Regions from separate parts of the Mus musculus genome. Here region 1 is linked to region 2. A link is a contact called in public Hi-C data. All regions are on one chromosome and are shown on one strand. The core of a region is the stretch at or near the end of the contact, and the rest is flanking DNA. Distances in the headings are between cores, read along the strand shown.

The links. A called contact is a pair of places that touch in the nucleus more often than the background predicts.
Region 1: a contact with region 2 is called in a Hi-C map of the N1E-115 cell line, with 4 times the contacts expected there. The contact joins two enhancer-like sites. A contact is called at or near these places in 4 of 484 Hi-C or Micro-C datasets (the N1E-115 cell line, liver and nephron progenitors), 4 of 115 datasets of contacts at active chromatin or transcription factors (embryonic stem cells, epiblast stem cells, extraembryonic endoderm stem cells and 1 more) and 2 of 9 other capture datasets (adipose tissue and liver).

Annotation. Positions count from the first base shown.
Region 1 is chr14:31,889,844-31,894,389 of GRCm38.p6, forward strand. No RefSeq gene overlaps it. Among named protein-coding and RNA genes, the nearest start is that of Gm36164, 21 kb to the right of the region's middle. Within about 2 kb of position 1,933, at least 133 of the 459 cell types and tissues checked have an H3K27ac peak or open chromatin away from gene starts, as enhancers often do. A contact at or near this core is called in the N1E-115 cell line, where this site is marked.
Region 2 is chr14:31,793,639-31,798,571 of GRCm38.p6, forward strand. The region is part of intron 1 of Ankrd28 (ankyrin repeat domain 28); the gene reads right to left. Among named protein-coding and RNA genes, the nearest start is that of Ankrd28, 34 kb to the right of the region's middle. Within about 2 kb of position 3,068, at least 9 of the 459 cell types and tissues checked have an H3K27ac peak or open chromatin away from gene starts, as enhancers often do. A contact at or near this core is called in the N1E-115 cell line, where this site is marked.

The DNA of each region.
Region 1 (4,546 bases), core at 683-3,182, 95 kb after region 2:
AGCTATCTCTATACTGTTCCCCCCTCCCCCCCCCCCCGAGTTGCAATTTATTTCCAAATGCATCACAGGTCACAGACACACTGGGTTTACTCTTCTTCACTTCACATTCCCATCTCTAGAAGGACTTCGCTGTCTGGGTTGTGGTGACATCAGTGATGACATCATGATGTCCTGCAGGAGAAACTTGGGCATCATCACAGTCTGATGGTTAAGTCGAGGAGAGGGGCCAGCGAGATGGCTCAGTGGGTAAAGGTCCTCGGCGCCAGACTTGACAACCTGAGTTTGATCCCTGGGACCCAGGTGGTTGAAAGAAAAATCAGATTCCCAGAAGTTGACCACTGAACTCCACCATGCGCATGCACACAAAATAAGTAAGTCAATAAATGTCATGGTTTTTTAAGTCAGGGAGAAAGCTAGTTAAACGTCTGAGTTCTGACTCACTTTTTCTTTGTTTCTGGGTCTGTCAGTTCTTCAGACCCGGGATTCTTACACTCAAGTTGTCTGTTTCCCTCAGGCAACCGTTCACTGCTAGGTCCAGGATCAAAACCTGGGAGGCTGGGAGACTCGCTTAAGGGCTGTGGAACTCTTGAATGCGCTCCGTTTCCATATCATTTCTGGTTGCCAGCTAAGTGATCATCATGTGCTTTATTTTTATGTGACATTTTCTAGAGATTTTGTAAATGATGGGCTGCATCCATCTCTCAAACCCTGCAGAAATCAAGCTTTGTAAATGTAAAGACAGCAGGAGGGAGGGAGGGAGGGAGGGAAGGGAGGGAGGGAGGGAGGGAGGGAGGGAGGGAGGGAGAGAGAGAGAGAGAGAGAGAGAGAGAGAGAGAGAGAAACAGCTTCCTAATGAGAAAACCATGAACATTGTATTTTCAATATCTAACTCCCCAGTTTGAATAATTCATGGGAAAGAAATCCTTTGAACTAGAAGGGACTGGGCCATTTTAATGAAAGCAGAGGTTGGAGGATGTTTCAGAGCTTGGGTCAACACCACTGCTTTTCATGGGGGCTGAGACACTGAGAGAAGTTAGCCCAGCACACCCCGGATCCAAGGACTTGGGTTCCTCGGTCTTGAATGTTCAAGGTCCCAGAATGACCATAGGCCTGACTCACACTAGAACCTTATAGCACCCCCGTGCCTTGCACTGGCCCTCAGAACTTGCCACAGAGACACCAGAGGGAGGACAGTCAGACCCAATGCCCTGCTCTACTGTACTGGCAGGACATAGATGTCGCAGGGAGGTTACACCTCTTCCATCTCTTTTCCAGTCGTCAGGGATGCGACCCAGATGGTTCCTACTCCAGCATATATTAGAGTTCCTCTAGCATGCTTAAGCAAATCCTGAGGCGCAGAAGCCACCCATACCAAGTAAATCAGTCTCTGCCGGGACCAAGGCCCAGTCACAGCGGGTGCCGACTCCCCCCCCCCCCCCCCCACATCCCACACCCTTAGGTTTGAGAAACCCTGGGTGTTTGCTTCCTTCACTCTCTCCTTGTTGCCATACTCTTGACTGAATTCCTCTTATTCTCCATTGCTGTACCTCTTTCCATCCTTCCTTTTTAAACAAACAAACAAAAAACTTTTTTACTTCCATTACTTCAGCCTTCTCTGTTTCCTTCCTGCCAACCCTTGGGCCAGAGCACTGTAGCCTCACAGTTTACTGTGGGATGCTTCCGCAAGCCTTTGAAGATAGTGGCTAAACACAGCCTAGCGATTGCTCGCTCGTCAGCTCCTACCCCCACCCCCTCAGCTGGGTGGAGTCTCTGGCCCCTCCCCCAGCCTCCCCAGGGTCTCCTCAGTGTCACCTCTCCTCACGCCTTCCTCCAGCCTCCCTCCGTAGCTTCAGCCCCCATCACACAGGAGACTGGACCAGAAGACCCTGTCTGCTAGGGGAGCTTCGGGTGGCTGCTTCAGTGACTCATGCTCCCAGCAGCCTTTCTTCATCTCTTGCTGGCTAAGTGTGTGGGTGTGCAGCAGGCTCTTCCCAGGCAATGCTGGCAAAAAATAAAACTTCTCAAGATCCGATCTGTAGACAGATTGCGAGGCCGCACAGCAGTTCAGAATTGCTGAATCGGGCTCTGTCCACCCACCTACACCCCTCACCTCGTCCCCCAGGGAGTGGTGGGTCAACTTCCCCTGAAGTTGTGATTTGTTCAAAGCTGCCTAACTTCACGGGGAGTAGCAATCGTAGTAAAGGTGGCACTTTAAGATAAACCAATGCACAATTAATCACTGGCCTTTCAACGTAGGACATTGTTCTTGTCAAGAGTAAAATTCAAAGGGGAGGTCACCTCTGCTAAGGGTGCGTTGTGGGCAATGGAGAGAGCTGAAGAGAAGAGAGGAGACAAATAAAACGTTATAAAAGGCGTTGGGGGTGTAGAAGAGGCGAAATGACAGCTGTGTGTTTAACTTCCCAGGATTTAAAGGTCTGAACTATTTGTCCAGCCCTCTCTAGGGCCTCCCTCTTGTAGAGCCCATATTGTTTGAAGTGTGCCCTTTGACCCCCAAGGCATTTGGCCTTCGAGCTTAGCAAACAGGATCTACACAGCTGAAGCTCCTTCCTGGGTCTGTTTCCAGGCCCTTGTCACTTTCTCGCTCCCCCACTCTGTCTCTCTTGCTCTCTCTTAGAAACATAAGTAACGATTTTTAGGTTTGGGTTTTTTTCCCCCCTTACGGCTATGTAACGAAGTAAATCCAAGTTTTCAGTCTTTTGTCAAATAATAATGAATGTTACTGATAAAAATAGCACCAAAAAAAGATGAACAGCAGCTAAAACTGTCCAGGGAAAAATGGTTATCAGTGGAAATTGCATGAAGAACGCAAGATGTGGATAGCCGACTCTGATCAGGGAAACTTGATTGACATTATGGCTGGAGAGTAAAAGTTTTAACAGCAGATAAAATTGGGGATGCTGACAAATCAAATTTTGTGGAAAAAAATTGGTATTGATGACAACTCCAGTAAATTAATAAACAAAAAATGTTAGGAGCTGGCACTGACCGATCAACAAATCCTATTCAATCCTACTTGTTCCAGAGACTTCCGTCCTGGTAATCTACCATGCGCTGAGGTAACCATCAATATGTTACTGTTGTCAGTTTTCTGTGGGGTTAGTGTGGCCCCCAAACAGCTGCCTGTCAAAGCAGCACCAAGAGGTGGGGCTAAGAATTTGTATTTCTCTTCTTTAAGTTATTTTATTTATGTGGCTGGAGAGATGACGCAATGATTAAGGACCTCTACTGCTCCTGAGGGGTCTGGAGTTTTGTTCCCATCACCTGTATTAGGTGGGCCCCCAAACACCCCTAATTCCGGCAGTTACCTCTATTCCTATACACATACACATAAAATACATTTAAAAGGTATCATTATTATTAGTATTACTATTACTATTATTATCGTGTATTGGAGGCTGTTCACATTGCGGCTGACTAGGAAATAGAGCAGTAGAAACCAGCATCCGAGAGAACCTTAGAGTAGGCCCTTCCTCCCAAAGGTTCCGCAGCATCCCCGAAATAGTTGCACCAGCTTGGAAACAGTGTCCCAAACAGCCTGTGAGGGACATTTCCTACCGAAATCATAACACCAACCCTGATAGCACTTTGATCTGGATTTCTGGCTTCCAGATCTATGAGAAAAACAACCTTCTGTTGTGTAAGTCTGTGCTGTTTGTTGTGAAAACACTGGCATTCTCAGTCCTTACAGTAAGGACACCCACAGGATTACCTGTGGGTAGAACAATGTGATCTCTAAGGCATGCTTTAAAATACTCCAGAGGTAAAAGCAGGAAATAGATAAACAGGACTGGTTAAGAGACAGTGACGTGGGAGCTGGGTAGACGGTACCAGAGTACCATATACTATTCTGTTCTGGTGTCCAGTGTCTGAATAAAATGCCAAGCGAATTCTGTTATTTACTTACTTATGTTTATGTTGCTGAGAATTTAACTCAAGACTTTATACAGGTGAGGCAAGTATTCTACCACCGAGCTACATTCTCAGCCATGTGTGTGTGTGTGTGTGTGTGTGTGTGTGTGTGTGTGTGTATAAAAATTGGCACTACAACATAAACTCAGGCATGTCCAACCTGCAACCCATGGGACCTATACATGCCAGCATAGCTATAAATGCAGCCCAACACACTTATAGACCACAATGTCATCTCATCATGGCAAAAGGTTGACACTCCTGAAAGTGATTTCGATGCATATTCAAGTATATGATTACCACAGAAATTTTCCATAGCCTTGTGTTCTAACTAGACTGCTGTGGTCTCACATGTTTTTATTTTTACTACCACTGATAATAAGTGTGTTTTAAATATATGTTTAGAAGTAAAACATTATCAAAATATAACAAGGCAATAGAGAAAGAAATCAAAACTGCAGTTAGTAGAATTATAGGCATGACATAGCAGGCAGGGAAGGAGGAAGTGTCTGTGTCTAACACATAGTATTCATAACCGCAGGCTTAGAATACTCACCCAGCTCTGTGAAGTAAAATCTAACATTCTTAATTCTTTTTAAAAAATCCTTGATATGAA
Region 2 (4,933 bases), core at 1,818-4,317:
TCAAATTCTACACAAAAGTACACAATGTTGTAAGCAGCCCACTTCCTAATAGTAAACATTTGAGTTTCCTTTTTTTTCTTTTTTCTAAGAATGTTATACATGCTTATATAACAGTTTCTGGAGTAAAAATAAACTCTCCATAATTAATTTAGTAAAATTAGTTCTAAAAACTTATGAAATCGTAATTCTCATGTATACTCTCATTAAAGAATACATGTCAGAATTAAACCTGTGTGAAACAGTATGCATCAACCATATTTTCACACTACACTAGAAAATTGTTCTTTTTTTTTTTTTTTTAACCATCTTTGCTTTTTTGTTTGTTTGGGGTTTTCTGTTTGGTTGCTTTTAAATTTTTTATTAGATATTTTCTTTATTTACATTTCAAATGTGATCCCCTTTCCTGGTTTCTCCTCCAAAAACCCCCTATCCTACCCCCTCCCTCTGCTCACCAACCCACCCACTCCTGGCTTTCCCCTACACTGGGGCATCGAGCCTTCACAGGACCAAGGGTCTCTCCTCTCATAGATGTTCCACAAGGCCATCCTCTGATACATATGAGGCTGGGGCCATGGGTCCCTCCATGTGTGCTCTTTGGTTGGTGGTTTAGTCCCTGGGAGCCCTGGGGGTACTGGTTGGTTCACATTGCTGTTCCTCCTATGGGGCTGCAAGGGGTTCGTTCCTTCAGCTCCTTCAGTTCTTTCTCTAACTCTTCCACTGGGGACCCTGTGCTAGTCCAATGTTTAATCACCTTTATTAACACTAGTTGCTAATGTCCTAAGAGGCCTCTGCAAAATACCGGGAACACAGAAATGATGTTCTGTGCCAAGAATAGCTCTGGTCCAAGAAAGTAAGCTATGGCTTGTAAAGTAGCCAAATCAAGCTAGTTCAAAGTATCAGGGTGGCTGATTATGTTGGCACACATCTATAAATCCTCCCAGTCAAGGGGCAGTGAGTTCAAGGTCAGCCCAAGCCAGGTGCAAGTATACCGTGATATATATAGTAAATTGCACTGTCTAGACATGTAACAAACTTGGTAATGTCACCAATCAGCCACTTGGTGGCAGCAAATACAAAAGAAAAAATCTTCAGTATTTATTTGATTATTTTTACCAATACAAAAATATTTTTCCAATCTTATATTTTAAACAGAAGTTTCTAATGAATAAGGAGCTTCATAGTTCATCTTTTTAAAAAAACACAAAACAAACAAACAAACAAACAGTCTGATTACGTTGTTCAAACTGGCCTCAAACTCACACACCTCCTGCCTTGGGAGGATCACAGGCACACACAACACTACTCAGGACAATTTTAGAGGTTTGGGTTGTTGGTTATATTGATAAACAAGACTAGACCAGCCTTGAACTCTTCTCTTCCTTCTCCCTCAGTCCCCTTTATTAAGATTACTGGCATGTGCCAGCTAACATACTCAACTTTGATAGTAATTATTTTAACATTTCCAGTCAAGCTCAATCTGTTTAAAAATAGCCTTCTATTACAGCACTGACAGACACAATGCAGTCACTTCAAAAAATATGCGACTCTTTTGATGCTTATTAAATAACATATCAAAATAAAAATACGTAAATCATTCTTTCTTTAACCAAATTAGGTGCTCAAATAATCTATCCCCACAAATATTTATTCAACTTATTGCTTGTTCATAATTAATTATATGCTAAAATTACATCAATGAACAAGGGTTTTTTGTTTTGTTTTATGAATCTTACACAAAGTCTCTCATGCATTTCTTTTACCTAGGTTTTGCTATACAGACCAGTATAGTGAAGAACAGACAGTAAAAGACTGTAGAACCAAAAACCAGAAACAAAAAATAAAGACTGTAGCTTTCTTCCACCTGTAATTTAATTTACAATGAAAAAATATTACACAAAAAGTGAAGTCAGGATTACCACAGCCCTCCTGTTTTGCTTGCTTTGTTTGTCCCTCTCTTTTGTTGAAATATTTATTTTGAAAGGGAAAGCACCTGCTACTCTTTATTAACTATTCTGCTTCTTAATTTCACAAAGTGACCTAAGTATTTAAGTTACCAACACCTAAAGAGAGTTATTTCGGGGCTGTAGAGATGACTCAGCAGTTAAGAGCATTAGCTGCTCCTCCAGAGGACCTGGTTTGAGTCCCAGGACCCACATGGTGAATCTCAATTTTCTGGGGGTACTGGTTGGTTCATATTCTAATTTTCTGTAACTTCAATTCCAAGAATCCTGACACCATCTTCTGGCCTCTTTTAGGTACTAGGCATGCATGCATCATGTGATGTACATATATACATGCAGACAAGACACCCACACAGAGATAAAATAATAATGATGCATATAGAGCAACTTCTTGCACAAAGTTTTCATGTAGCAAAGCATGCTTCATTTCTCAGTAATCTGTTCTCAAAATTACTGCCAAAATGCTTATAGTAGAAGTCACTGGTTATAGTGAATTCAACCTGAGATAGTGTGGCTATACTGATAGATAAACCATGGAGTTAAACACACAAGAAGATTGTAAAGGCCCAGCCTTCAGAGACTCTTCAAGAGCAGGGATCGTATCTCATTCACAGCAGTGTATCAGTTCTGTGTTCTGCTTAACATAAACCAGTGAAGGACTGTTTCTCATGAATGAACACTTCATACTACAAACTATATAATATCTTGTCATAAGAATTGTCAAAAGCTCCTCTACTTTTATTTTATTTTATTTTGGCTATTCTTGTTTCTCCAAGATTTACAGCCTATAAGTTAATGAGCAATTTCACACAGTCCAACATAATATCAAGAGTCCACAACATAAAATCCCCAGAGGCAACATTTCTATTTCCCTAAATGCTCATCTCTTCTGTTAAGGAAGAAAGGTAAATGAAGAGTAAATAAACAATAAAGCAGAAAGTTCTTTCATAGATGTTTACATATGCACACATCTGCAAAGGAAAGGACATACATACATTTTAGTGTATCTAGAATTACAAGATCTCTCAGTCAATGAATGATAGCAGGGAAGCCGGATTCCTATTTAATTTTACTATGCTGAGAATTACATATTATTTAAGGAAATATAAAAGTGCCAGGGGGAAGTACTGACTAACTTCTAAGACAGCAAACAGGGCAGGGTATTTACTCTTACCACTCCTATTCAATGGAAGGCATTGAATTACTGTGAAAAGACAGACAGACATACACACAACTTGGAAAGGAAAGCATGGAGCTGCCTTCACTAGCAGAGAACATACTTGTCTCTGTAGAAATTACATCAAATCTACTCAAAACCCCTTAGAACTAAGGACATTTTTGTTTGTTTTTTGAGACAGGGTTTCTCTTTGTAGCCCTGGCTGCTCTGGGACTCACTCTGTAGACCAGACTGCCCTGGAACTCACAGAGATCTGCCTATCTCTGCCTCCTTCCTGCTGGGATCAAAGGCGTGCACCACTATGCCCAGCAGTTTAACATTTTTTAAATGCCACACTATGTTAACTAAATGAGGGTGAAACTGACAATCTCAGCTGATAAAAATCAAATTTTTTTTTTTTTTTACAAAATCCAGTATGCTTTCATGATTAAAACACTCAAACAATGAAGAAGAAAACACTTCTTCAAAAACAGGTATGATTACATTACAATTACATTTTTGAACAAAAACTAATCAAATAAGAAAACAAGCCACTTGCTGCAATATGACAAAGCCAACCAGATTCATAGCCTATAGACACTATTACAAATATAAAGATCTATATTAATGATTACTAAGGGGATTTAAATGAGAATGACCCCCATAGGCTCATATAATTGAATACTTGTCCCCAGTTGATGGAACCATTTGGGAAAGATTTGTTCTAGGCGGGCTTTGGGGTTTCAACAGTTCGCAACAATCCCATTTAGTTCTCTCTGTCTCCAACTTAAGAGATTCAAAATGAAGTTCTTAGCTGTTCCCGCTGCCATACCTTAGTTCTGACACCATGGACAATAACCCCATGAAACCACTTCTATAAGTTCTCTTGGTCCTGTTTTTATTACAACAGGAAAGTAACTAAGACAACTACATTGTAAGAAAAAAACAAGGCAATTCACCAAAGATAGAAATATATCCAAACTGAGCCTGGCAGTAGTGGCCCCTGCCTTTAATCCTAGCACTTAGGAGGCAGAGGTAGACAGATCTCTAGGGTTTGAGGACAGCCTGGTTGGTCTACAGAGCAAGTTCCTGGGCAGCCAGAGAAACCCTGCCTCAAAATAACTAAAACAATCAAAAGGAAACATTTCAAAACATAGCCTACTACGAATGTGGAAAATACAAATTACAGCAGCGTAGCACTTGATACACACATAGCAGATTGTAAATTTAAAATACTTCTTAACAAATTTGGAAGTAAAGAGAAATTAACAATTACCTGCAGCAATATAATTGCTACACTTTGAAAAATATAATAAACATATCTTTCTATGTATGTGGGAGCATATATATAGAGAGGGAGGGAATGGGGGTAGGCGAGAGAGATCCCAGTAATTCTGTTTCCTTCTATCAATCTCAGAAACACTGAAGATAAGATGACAAACCAAAATTTCTATCACAGCACAATTTGCTCAAAATTGAACATTGTGTAATTACATGTATATAATGTGAACATAGAGCAATAAGCTGGTTTATCTGCATGAGATAAACAGCAACGGTAGCAAACAAAAACAGGTAAAATTTAAAAGTATTAGAACAGACAAAGTACATCTTACCTTTTGGTAAATAAAAGTGATAGTATACATTGTTTGTTATATTGCTATATAGATATAGCATTTACAGAAAAATAATCAATGATATAAGCTACGTTCTCTTTTTAATGATTAATTTTATATACATTGGTGTTCTGTTTGCATGTATGTCTGGGTGAGGTTGTTAGGTTCCCTGAACTGGAGTTATATAGACAGTTGGGAGCTGC